2 separate regions of the Mus musculus genome follow, and region 2 is linked to region 1. Evidence: chromatin contacts called from public Hi-C data. All regions are on one chromosome and are shown on one strand. Each heading gives the region's core, a stretch centred on a gene start, on an enhancer-like site or on the middle of the called end of the contact. The rest is flanking DNA. Distances are from core to core; before and after follow the strand shown. Region 1 overlaps Lpar1 (lysophosphatidic acid receptor 1). Region 2 has its middle 120 kb from the start of Lpar1.

Region 1 (6,697 bases), core at 757-3,256:
GATTCCATTCTAAAACACTAATCTGCATGATCAAGTCTATTACTATTTGGCTCAAAGTAACTTCAGTTGCTACAGTAAAAAGACTGACCAGAGGGGAACACAACACCTAGTGTGTAACAAGAAAATGTACCTTCTGGTGGCTTGAATATGCTTGACACAGGGAGTGGCACCATCAAGAGGTGTGGCTTGTTGGAGTAGGTGTGGCCTTGTTGGAGTAAGTGTGTCACCATGGTGGTGGCCTTTGAGACTCTCTTCCTAGCTGCCTGGGAGCCAGTCATCTCTTGTTCACCTTCGGAACAAGATGTAGAACCCTCAGCTCCTCCAGTACCATACCTGCCTGGATGCTGCCATGCTTCCTGCCATGATAATGGACTGAACCTCAGAACCAGTAAGCCAGCCCTAACTACATGTTGTCCTTTATAAAAGTTGCCTTGGTCATGGTGTCTCTTCACTGCAATTAAACCCTAACTAAGACACCTATCAAAAACCAAGCTGTCATACGTCATCAGTACTAAAAAGAGAGAAGAGAGAGGGGCCGGGAGTTAAGGAAAGCCCTCTGCACACCAAGCTCAGCAGCAGCTCTTCCACACAGCCTTGGGCAGATGCCGTTAGCTCCTGTCACAAGGGAGACTTCCAAGACTTCAAAAGGTTACGTGCATGACCCGACCACAGCCACAAAGCCAGGAGAGCTCTAAACCTTGAACTCAGACCAGCCTGATGCCAGAGACCAGGCTCTTTCTACAGCCTAACCCTCCAAGCGAAAGAGCAAGCTGGAGGACAGGGCAGATAGCTCATTTAATAAAGTGCTTGCCTTGCCTAGGGGTGGTAGCAACTATTTGAAGGCCCAGCACTGACGTGGCACAGATAGGAGGGTCTCTGGAGCTCACAGACAGTCTAGCCTAATCCAAAGGGGTAGACAGCATTCCAGAAGATGACATCTAAAATTATCCTCTGGCTTTACATGCATATGTACCTGGATACATACATGTACATATACATATATGTTTGTGTATGGGGGAGGAAGCACTGTGGAAGAAAAGACAGGAGAATCCCCGGGGTTCACTCTTCAGACAATCTAGCTAAATGGTTGAGCTCCCCATGTGAAGAAATAAGGTACTAAGTCATTGAGAAAGACACCTCAGGCTACCACATGCATGCATACATCTATATACCACACACACACACACAGAGTCATTTTTTTTTAATTTAATTATAAATATAACTAAGGAATGACATTTCTGGTATAAGAAAGCAAATTGGAAACAATATCTAGACTCTTATATGAAGACCAGTAAAATATGCACAAATTAAAATGGAGTAGCAAGGATCACAAAGAATTAATTTTTTTTTAATTTTTCAAATGAAAAAATACACTGGCTGACTCCTTGTCAAGACAGTCTACTAGACTGATTGATGAGGGGAGAAAATATTAGGAAATCAGCCCTAGAAACCACAGAATGGATCCCAATTCTCGCTTAAACCTCCAAAGACATATGCTGGGAAGATGGGCCTAGATGGCCCACGGGGAGCAAAGGCCAAACCCTCCATGAGAAGCTGCAAGTTCCAAGTGCATGTACAGAAATAAGCAATGGAGAACCCAGGCGACCTGGCCGGGTGCTCAGCAGGAGGAGGGCACCAGGCCTGGGAGAGCTGGGGTGCATTGAAAACACTTTCAGAAGAGCCTCTGCCTCCAAAAGCCAACAAAGAGAGTAAACTCAGGCTGCATTTATTCCTGACTTGCATCGGCTATGAAGAATTCACCAGAAAACTGTGAGAAAAGAATGCCACAAGCTAGCCGCAGCCGCAGTCGCAGTCGGGGACAGCAGTGCCAAATGACAAAGGCTCCACTAATTAGTGAATGCCACACCAAATGCCTAAAAGAAAAACTCCAGTTGGAAGCAGACTTCCATCTGACGGCTTCAACTGAAGCTGGCTCCCTCCCCAGGCCTCACAGGAAGATAAACCTCTAATTGGCAAATTAACCTACTATAAGCCTAACCTTTTTCCTTATTCTGGATATCAGTCAAGTCATGACTCATACGAGCCTCTTGAAAACACACAGGGTAGATCCCCAGCAAAGAGGGGCTGAGGAGAAGAAAAGGAGAAATATTGAGTAGACACCAGCTTCTCTCTCCTAGGATAAGCAACAGAAAAATGTCCAAGCGCAGCAGGCCAGTAAGACATACTGTGAGAGTTGAAAGTAAAGGGATTCCAGATTGAGAGCCTGTATTTACTTAAACAATAAGTATGATTCTTAAAAGAGAAACTTCTAGTTCACGTTTGTAAGGTTGCTGAGGGCACTGCAGCAGCATCTCTGAACACAGGGCACGTCACCAGGATGGAAAGTCAAGGTCAGGAAAGAGTTTGTCCCAAAGGACAAAGAAAGGTAGGTCTGGACTGTGAACTTAAGCAAAGGTAGTCATGGAAATAACAGAAAATGAATACTGAGAAGAAGACAAATCAGATCGCTGGGATAGGGAAACCTACATTTAAAGACACCATCCCCAACACAGGATAGGCGAAAGAAAGTCTTGGCAGGAAGGAAGCTGTACATGGTGACACATGCCTGTAATCCCAAACTTAGGAAGCAGAGACAGGGGGATCAGAAGTTCAAGGTCACCCTCAGCTAAATGGCGAGCTTGGTGTTAGCCTGGGTTCCATAAGATTCTATATCCTTTTTGGTTTTTGTTTTTGAAGATGAATGCCCCAAAATTTTAGAAAACTGCTTCACGGATACTCACTTGAGATTAAATGGTGTGTGTGTGGGGGTGGGGGGAATCAGTCTTTATACCTGTTTTGTTCTACAAACAAGCTTGACAGCCTCCTGGCGGAAACCCAGGAGAAGTGTTCTGGACCCAAGACCTGGAGCATTGAGGAGATGAGACACTGTCTCTCTTAGCATCTGTCCCCATCTGTCCTTCCACCAGAACGAGACAGCATTCACCACCACACTTACCTCCCACAAAGCACGAGATAGAAAGGTCTGTCCTTTGGAAACTCTGATCAGAAGGAAAAGACTTAACAATCCTAAGTTCCAGAGCGAGACACTGTGCTCACTGAAACAAAAACAGGATGTTTAAAAAGCAATTAACTCCAAATTTAAAAGGATTAGAATGTGAACTTAAGAAAGCTGGCTAGAATTTAAAAATAAGATGGGAGAACAGAGCAGAGGAAGAAAGAAATAAAGCAGAAACCCTAAGAGATATATCAGAAGAATAAAGGAATAAAGGAAAACAAGCTAAGGCCAGAGGGAGGGCTGCAAGTTCAAGAGCAGCCTGGGCAACTGCGGAGCCAAAAGTGGGCTGGGTTGTAGACCAGTGTCAGAGGCCTTAGCTAGCAGACTCATTGCCCTGGGTTCAAAAGGGAAAAGGGGGGTGGGGAGGACTCATGAGTCCCTAAAATGGTAGGTCATGTGTCTGTAGACTGAAAGAGGCCATAAGAAGCTGTTCACCTCAATGGACTTTGATAGGATTATACTAATCTGGAGATTTTAAAGTCCTTTAAGGGCTAGAAAGGCTGCAGCTTATCGGTAGAGGACAAGTATGTGTGAGCATGTGGGCAGCAGGAGGACTGAAGCCAGCACTGCAAAAACTGACACCAAGGCAGCCATGGCAGCAACATGGTCATTAAACAAAACTCCTGAAAGACCTCAGAAAAGGGGAACTCAGAAACCAACAGGTGGGAATCCAAGTGCCTTCAAACTGTTAAGTAATGCCCCTAGACGCAAGGTGACAGTGGGACAATGAGAGGGAGGTGACCCTTCTGGAGGATGTGCTGCTGGAGACAGGAAGGAAAACAGAGGTGGAGACTAGGACAATAGATGTCAACACAGGAGGAGCCAAAGGAAGTTAACTGTGAAGAGCATCCCTGGATGGCACACATGAGAGTGAAGAAGGTGTCCTTGGTAGACCAGTTGTCCATCTGGATATACAGATGGTAGGTTTATAAGAGAGCCTGATGTTAAATGCAGAGTTAATACATAGAAAACTAAGTCAGCATTAAAAAGATGATGACAAAAAAAAAATGATGACCTTGAAACAGACCCAATTTTTTGTTTCAGAATAAAAAGGTCCACAGATTTTCACACGGCATGAGAGTGAACGATAGTAATGGGGGCCCAGCACATTAATGAAGGATTAGAGACACGGATGAACCACGGAACCCTTACCTAGCATGAGCCAGGCCCCAGGTTTGGGGCCTCAAGTCGATCCCCAACGCTACAACAGACAGGTGTGACTACTAACCCAATTGAAACAAAGACTTAACACCAGAGGGACAACAGAGTTGGTGTAATAAGGGGAAATCAGAAGAAGGGCTCAGTTTCCTAATCAAGCTTCATGGAGCTAACACTTTAAAAACATCTGTAACTGATCAAATTCTAAAAAAAAAAAAAAAAAAAAAAAAAAATGAATTGCAAAGAATATGACCCCAAATAAAAAGTTCAGAACTATCCATAAAATGAAAAGTATCAATGCAGAAATTCAAGATGATGTTAGCCATTGTTGGGGCTGAGATGGGGGTGGAGCACAAGTGCTTATGGTAATAGATTAGGTCATGTTGGTTAGAAAGTATGGCTCAGAGAATAGCAAATATTCAAGTAAGGATAACCAGCACACTTGAGGGAAAACAAATGGCACAGAGGCGGTTTAACAGGGACGTCACTTTCTTCGTGCAAGAGCAAATAATGTGATAAAGGATGGGTGGAGGACTTAAGTAAATACTTCCTTAAAGGACATGTCAGTGAACAGAAAACAGCCAAAATGAAACTCCACAGTGCTGACTACCAGAAAGACACAAAGCAAAATTATTATGGTCTTGTTCAAGAGGATGTGAAAGACTGGATCTCTGGTACAAATGTAAAGTGCTACAGTCAACGCAGAAGCAAATGGAAAAGCCTCAGAAAACTCAAAATGTGAGGCAGAAATCCCACTTTTGAACACATTTCCAAATTATTAAGATAGGATCTTTCAGAGCTACTCAATTACTCATGTTCACATAGCATAGATACAGTGGCCCAGAGATGGAAGAAACCCAAGTGTCCAGTGGTAGATACACATATATAAACAAACTGGTAGATACCCATAATGGGATATTATTACACCTTAAAAATGAATCAAGCCCTGACATAGGCACCAAGCAAGGTGCACCTTAGTGACATTTTGCTAAGGGAAATAGGTCACATGCTAGTGTTGCCAGGCACTGAGAAGGAAGAATGGTCCGCAGGGTATGTTTAATGGGCATAGAATTGCAGAATCATCATAAGGAAAGGTTTATGGAGAACAGTTGTACGCTATGGCTTGACTATGACCTTTAAAAGTGTGTGTGCTGAGGCTGGGGAGGTGGCTTAGTGGTTAAGAGCACCTGCTGCTCCTGCAAAGGTCCCAGGCTTGATTCCCACATACAAGATCAAGCCATCCATAGCTACAGTTCCAGAGGATGCCTTCTTCAGACCTTACTGGGCACCAGGAACACATATGGTACATAGACATACATTCAAGTAAAACACTCATACAAATAAAATAAAGTAAACACATCGAATTTTTTAAGTTTACGCATTGAGATTTGATGCCCACAATCACCATTTACAACAGTTGTTCTTGGAAGTGGAGCCAAATGATGAGGTCATGAGTGTGGGGCTTCAAAAGACACTGAACCTTTAAAGAAGAGGAATGGGGACTCCAGCTCTTGGGAGGCTGAAGCAGAAAGATCACAGGTCTGAAGCTATGAATAAAAAGGAAGGAAGGAAGGAAGGAAGGAAGGAAGGAAGGAAGGAAGGAAGAAAGGAAGGAAGGAAGAGAGGGGGACAGAGGGAAGGAGGGAGGGAGGGAGGGTGTGGGAAGCTGTTGCAGAGTGGCAGTTGCAGAGTAGCAGTTGGCTACTGCTGGCCACCACACATACATAGGCAGTAAAGGTTCTTTTGCCAAGATGAGGTTTTGAGAATTAACCAAAGTTAACCAATCAGATGAGAGACAAGTTAACCAATCAGATGAGAGACAAGTTAACCAATCAGATGAGAGAGAACGCCTCTCCTAGGCCTATATAAGCAGCACCAGTTCTGGGCTTGGGGTCTCTTCGCCTCTGCAATCAAGCTCTCCCAATAAATGTGTGCGGAAGGATCCTGTTGCAGCGTCGTTCTTCCTGGCCAGTCAGGCACACACAAGAGGAGGGAAAAGAAAAGGAAAGGAAAGCACCAGAGAGAGACAGAGAGAGAGAGAGAGAGAGAGAGAGAGAGAGAGAAAGAGAAGATGCCTAGGCTAGCTTCTAAGCTGAAGAAATAAGACAAAAACTGCATTAATAAACTCATTATCTCGATGTTAAAACTGAATACAAAAGATTACCATTGCAGACATTCCTGGTAGGAAGAAATGCTGTCCCGAAACTCACAGAATATAAGACATAATAATGAAATAGCCCCAAATCAGTGGTCACTTCAATAGTGAAGGATGTACTGGAAAATAAATACCCTCTCAGAATCAAGCTAGTGTGTTTTATTATGCTTAGATAACTGGAGAATCTCTGCTTTAGGGACATTTTCAGGAATGAGCCATAACTATGAATTTCTGAGTTAAAAGGAAATGAAATCCAAGTAAGTGTGGTCAGAATGAAAGAGCTCAAGAAGAGAAAGATGGGATCTGTACCTCAGGAAGGAATGAAAGGAAGGAAGACAGAGGATCTCGGAAAGTAGGAAAACTAAATT
Region 2 (6,210 bases), core at 3,488-5,987, 160 kb after region 1:
CCTGTTAGAGCATCTTCTGGGTATATGCCCAGGAGTGGTATAGCTGTATCCTCAGGTAGTACTATGTCCAGTTTTCTGAGGAACCGCCAGACTGATTTCCAGAGTGGTTGTACCAGCTTGCAATCCTACCAGTAATGGAGGAGTGTTTCTCTTTCTCCACATCCTGGACATTATCTGCCCCACCTGGGGATCCATCCCATATACAGTCACCAAACCTGGACGCTATTGTGGATGCCGGGAAGTGCTTCCCGCAGGAGCCTGACATAACTGTCTCTTAAAAGTCTCTGCCAGAGCCTGACAAATACAGAAACAGATGCTCACAGACAACCATTGCACTGAGCGTGCGGGGGTCGGGGGGTGGTTCTCGATGGAGGAGTTGGAGAAGGGACTGAAGGACCTGAGGGGGTTTGTAGCCCCATGGGGAAAGCAACAGTGTCAACTGGCCAGACCCCCCCCCCCAAGCTCCCAGGGACTGGACCATCAACCAAAGAATACATGGCTTTGGCCACATATGTGGCAGAGATGGCCTTGTTGGACACCAGTGGGTCCTGTCGGGGCTTGATGCCCCAATATAAGAATGCCAAGGCAGGAAGGCAGGAGTGGGTAGATGGGTGGGTGGGGAAGAACCCTCATAGAGGCAGGGAGGGGGGAATAGGATAGGGGGTTTCCAGATGGGAGACAGAAAGGGGATAACATTTGAAATGTAAATAAATTATCCAATAAAATGGGGGAGGGAAGTGAGTAATGAGGCAGTCCTGGGCATCTACTCCACAATCTGAACTACAAATGCAACAGCCACAGCCCCGACATGGCCAGTGTACGTGTGAGAGCTCCAATTCCTAAGTAAGGGGTTCAGCAGACTCCTTCAGAGCTACTGATGAAGGGCTACGGAAACTGAAAAGGGGTCTGCTCTCACCCAAACACACACACACACACACACACACACACACACACACACACACACACACAGAGAGAGAGAGAGAGAGAGAGAGAGATCAACCATCTTTATAAAGCACAACCCTTCGTGTCTCCATAGCCTTAGAGCCCAGCAACAATCCTACAACACAGCAGAAGGTATAGTAGCATGGGAGGACAATGATTTAGAACAGCAATCTGATGTCATAAGACACAAGGTAAGACTAAGTTACAATCAGCCTCTCTTTTGCAAGAAGACAGACCATCAATTCACGTCCTTAAGAAAGGTATCCATATCTTTCTAGTTGCAAATATTAAATATTAAAAATTTGAAGATATAAAACTTCAGGGAGGATTTATGTGGTGGAAAAGTTCAATCTCTAATCATGTCTGATAAATGGGATGGTAATGCAATTCTCTAGAGGATTAAAAAAAAAGAGCAACAATAAATGATCTTGGTGTTCATGTACTTTTATGTTTGTGTATTTTTATGTTTGTGTATTTTTATGATGATTATGAATTAAACTTGTGGAAGATATTTGAGAGTCAATATGTATCATGTCTCTGTTACCTTGGAAGCAATATCTGATGTCAGTACAACTCACTGGTTTAAATTATTATTTAATTTATTATTTAATTTATTATTTAATTTATTACTTCCGTGATCTTCTGACAGCCATGCATAAGACTGTGAATTCAGATCCCTGGCCCCACATAAAAAACTGGGGGCAGTGGCAGGCACAACCCTGTGATCTCAGACCTGAGAGAGGGAGATAGGAGGATCTCTTAGGCTTACTGGCTGGCTAGTAAGTCAAACTGATGAAATCTGTGTTCAGTGAGAGACCCTGTCTCAAAGAGAAAGAAAGAGAAAGAAAGGGGAGAGGGAGTGGAAGGAGGGGGAAGAAGGGGGGGGAGAGGAACAATTGAGAGAAACACCAGACATCAACCTCTAATCTTCATATGCTTATGCACACATGTACCTGTATCTACATACACAAATCTCTCTCTCTCTCACACACACACATGCATACACACACACACACATATATATATACTCATACACACATACCTATACACATATAACCATACACACCCATTTATACACACACATATATATACATATATATATAAAATCACACATGCCCATTCATATATATATACATATACACACATAACCACACAAACACACATGCATGCACATATATGCACACTCATACACACTTACACAATATACACACAGACACACATGCACCTACAACACACACATACACAGACATACATACACACACATATACTCATACATACACAAACATAACCACACCATACATACACACACATAACACATAACCACACAAACTCATACATTCACACACACAGACACACATGTATGTACATACACACACAGACAAACACACACACATTTTGAGATGAAATACACAGTTCTTCAACTGCCTGATTTGTTTTTTAAGCTTATCTGTATAATCTTAAGAATGGAAGCAAGCTAGTAGCACCAAAGGGAATTCTAACAGTCAGGCTCTCTACAAACCAAACAGAAAGAGAAGTACAGGCTTAATATTAAGATTTTTTCTAATTGTTCCATGCTCATTAGCCCTCTGGTCTCAGATTCCACTGCTGGTAACACTCACAGTGTCTCGGAGCTTGTTTTCATCACACATGTAAAGATTTATTTAACTTGAAAGTCCTCGGAGGTTCATGTGCACTGAAACCAGAGTGGAGAGCCTTATCACGTGGTTCTGATTATGGCTCAGCACACACAGCCTTGCAGAGAATAATTATTATTGCAGTAAAGAAGTTTTGCCCAGGCTTTCAAAAAGCACACTCTAGATCTTGAGAAACTTAACAAAGACCTTGTTTGTTATTTTTAATCAAAGGGGTATGTTCAAAGTTAAGACGTGGAAAACAGCCTTTTCTCTAGAAAACAGGGAAATAAAACACTTGAAAACCAATTACACTTTTGCTTTGAGTCAGATTCCGAGCTCAATGGCAGAGAGTATTACACAAGAAAAAAATAATACCTTCTGTTCTCTGTTGCCCAGTGAGTGTATGGGAGACTTAAGGATTGAATTTTATGTTTGGAGGGAAAGAAGTATCTCCCAGCTGTCACTAGGATTATCACTCTGCCTCCTGGACAAATGTTTCCTAAGTCCCTAAATATGACACTCAACTGTATGAAACTCTGTTCCTACGTTAAGGGAGTTAAGCCTGAGTTCTGGAGTTAAGAGCTGAGGTTGCTCTCTCCCTTTGCCATCCTACAGAACTTGCCCTGTTAATTTCCACGAAACAAGATGCTGGCGAGGTTGTGGAAAGAGGAACACTCCTCCATTGTTGGTGGGATTGCAAGCTGGAACAATCAGTCTGGCGGTTCCTCAGAAAACTGGACATAGTACTACCGGAAGATCCAGCTATACCTCTCCTGGGCATATACCCTGAAGATGTTCCAACTGGTAATAAGGACACATGCTCCCCTATGTTCATAGCAGCCCTATTTATAATAGCCAGAATTTCTCATCTGAGAAGTGTGATGAAGGCAAAGTTTGTTTCACTGGGCTCCTACAAGAATCAGATAAAAGAACTGGGTATGGGGCTGCAGGCAGAGGCAAGTAGATCTCTGTGGGTTCAAGGCCAGCCTGGTCTATATGGTGAATTTCAGACCATTCAGATCTGGTAGTGAGACCTATTGTCTACAATAATATACATAAACCACATAGCACACTAGAAATGCTAACCACTGTTATCTGGTCCGTTAATTATGAAGAAGAGACACAACCTGTTTTGGATCAGTCTAATTGTCCTTGCGAGCACCACATTCCGTCCTTCCTTCTGAAACGCTACGGCAGGGGGAGGAGAAAGTACTGAGCGGTAGCTTGAACTTAGACTTCTCCAAGGCTTTCTCTTCCCCCACTCTCCTATTTGACCTAAACTCATTTCCCACCAACTCGCAGAGACACTAGCAGAGGAAAGAATGAAGAAACACGACGAAAAAGAGAAAATGTTTTTGAAGAATTTGGAAAGCGTGGAGCATGTGCCGGGGACATAGAAAGGATTAACACCAAAGTAAGATCAGAGGAACACCGATGGGATCGATGGGATCGATGGGATCGATGGGATCAAGCTCACTGGAGGAGCACTTCCCTAGAATACACCAGGCCCTGAGTTCAAACCCCAGCACTGCCAAAACTAAAAGGTAAAGAAATACAAAGAACATTAAAAGAACACCCCTGCTAAGTGACGAGAAATGTGTACACACGTACACACACACACACACACACACACACACACCAGTCATCAGCACAACATAAGGATGAGATTGTCCAGCAAATAGTTTTTGCCCCCACCACCCATTCCTTTATCTGTTTAGAGCTAACTCCGTTACACGCTAGTTGTAGCTAAGAAGAAATAGTGAACAGAACCCGATATATTAACAAACTAAAGACGTGAGGGGGGAGGGGCATTGGCGTGCATCCAGTGTGTACTGTTTCCTCTCTGCTCCTCACCCGGCTCCAGTCCAGAAAGGAGGATTCAAGTACCTGCTGCTTTCATAGGAGCCTGGCAAGAAGCATGCTTTAGCAATTATAATCAATGTCTGACCTTGACATGAGAAAATGTTATTTCTTCAAGTTAAAAAGAGCCTGCAATGGCCCTTTGTGGAACTTTCCCATCCCCCCATAATTAGGCCTCTCTACCTCATTTTTTTTCTTCCTTCTTTTTTTTTTTTTTTCCTCCTTTTACTGCAGGATTTATAAAATCCTTTGAAACATGTTGTTTCCAGATGTAGGTCCCAAGTGCCCTGTCATTTACTTCTTGTCCGAGCACCGCGCAGATGGAATTACACAAGTTCAGCTGTATGAATTCACCCTCCGATGCCTTCATTAAACCCCGGGATTTTAAGAGGCTGCCCAGTTCCTGGCAGGGACCTTTCCTTACTTCCACCCCCAAGCTGTAAATTACTAGCTCATTAGACTCAATTGTAAATGATTAGGTGTCTGGAATGCACTTTCCTTTCCCTGAGGCCCCCACGGGGTAATTACTGCACCGCAGGCCTCGCTACTTAACTCAAGCAATGGCGGGTTTGAGTCGCTCGCTGAGGAGCAAGCTTTTATTTTTCTTAGGGTATTAAAACTCTATTATCAGTTACCTCCAAAAGCAGACGATTTGTGAGCGTCCACTTCCCACTGAGCAATCAGTCTTCTAACAGGAGACAGCTGTAAGCAACAGGCTCATTTTTAATTTGGAATTTATTTTTCCCTCCACCACACAAGCAGTTGGAACTGCAGCGTGTGTGTGTGTGTGTGTGTGTGTGTGTGTGTGTGTGTGTGTGTGTGTAACTGAGCGTCAGTGAGATAATTTAACATGTTTTAAAAGCTACAATGGGCATTTCCAATTTTTAAAGGTGATGCCCATTTTGAAAGTATTTCTAGTTTTCTTTTTGGAGAGAGAGAAACAAAGGTAACTGGGGATTTTTTTTAATCTTTTTTTTTTTTTTTTTTTTTTTTTTTTTTTAATGCCTATCCACCCAGGTCTGCTTCTTTGATGAGATTTGGGTGTCTTGATTTGATTTGTTTTTTAGAGTATTCAAGACCTACTGAGTTTGGAAAGGTGGTAAGCACAGGGTTGGTCCCCGTGTGTGGAGGAGGAGCTGTCACATTGAATAAATAAGCTAGCTGAGGTTCCCAGCCTGGTTGCCATCATTTTAGCAGAGACGGTAAAACTAATATTCCCCGAGGGGCGGAAGTCAGAAGGTCAGTTCTCTGTCTAACTGAAGTGTTTACCTCTGAGGCAGACTCATGGGTCAGCGTCTTAAGACTTTCCTTATGCCTATTTGGAGGCTTCTCGGCCTCTGTTTCACTTTCGTCAGTCAGCTGGGCTCCACCATGTCCTTGGGATATAAGGAAAGACACCAACTTATTTACCATAGGGAGAAAGAAAAGGAGAGCCATGAACACAACGACTTAGCTGAGGCCAAAGATGCATTCAAAGTATAGTTGAGCAGGGAGACAGCCCGCTCTGTGCAAAGTGAGAGACGCAGGAGGTAAAGCACAGAGCAGCACCCTTCATTCCCAGCGTGCCTCTCGCCAGGCATGCGCTGTTGGATGTCCTTGATGCTAAAGGAGACTGGCCCATCCATTAACAGGACAGAAGAGCGGGACAAAAAGCTAAGTGTCTATTTGTTGACATTCACTATGTGAGTGGAGGGGGCCCTAAGTGGGTTAATCTACGACAGGATAAAATCGGAATAAGCAAGTCTAACTTCATCATGGCTCCTAAACTCGCACC

Evidence for each region. Hi-C and Micro-C count contacts between places; a contact is called where the count stands out from the background.
Region 2: a contact with region 1 is called in a Hi-C map of uterus, with 4 times the contacts expected there. The contact joins two enhancer-like sites. A contact is called at or near these places in 3 of 484 Hi-C or Micro-C datasets (cranial neural crest, nephron progenitors and uterus) and 1 of 9 other capture datasets (adipose tissue).

Annotation. Positions count from the first base shown.
Region 1 is chr4:58,507,090-58,513,786 of GRCm38.p6, forward strand. The region is part of intron 1 of Lpar1 (lysophosphatidic acid receptor 1); the gene reads right to left. Among named protein-coding and RNA genes, the nearest start is that of Lpar1, 43 kb to the right of the region's middle. Within about 2 kb of position 2,007, at least 32 of the 459 cell types and tissues checked have an H3K27ac peak or open chromatin away from gene starts, as enhancers often do. A contact at or near this core is called in uterus, where this site is marked.
Region 2 is chr4:58,665,899-58,672,108 of GRCm38.p6, forward strand. No RefSeq gene overlaps it. Among named protein-coding and RNA genes, the nearest start is that of Lpar1, 120 kb to the left of the region's middle. Within about 2 kb of position 4,738, at least 63 of the 459 cell types and tissues checked have an H3K27ac peak or open chromatin away from gene starts, as enhancers often do. A contact at or near this core is called in uterus, where this site is marked.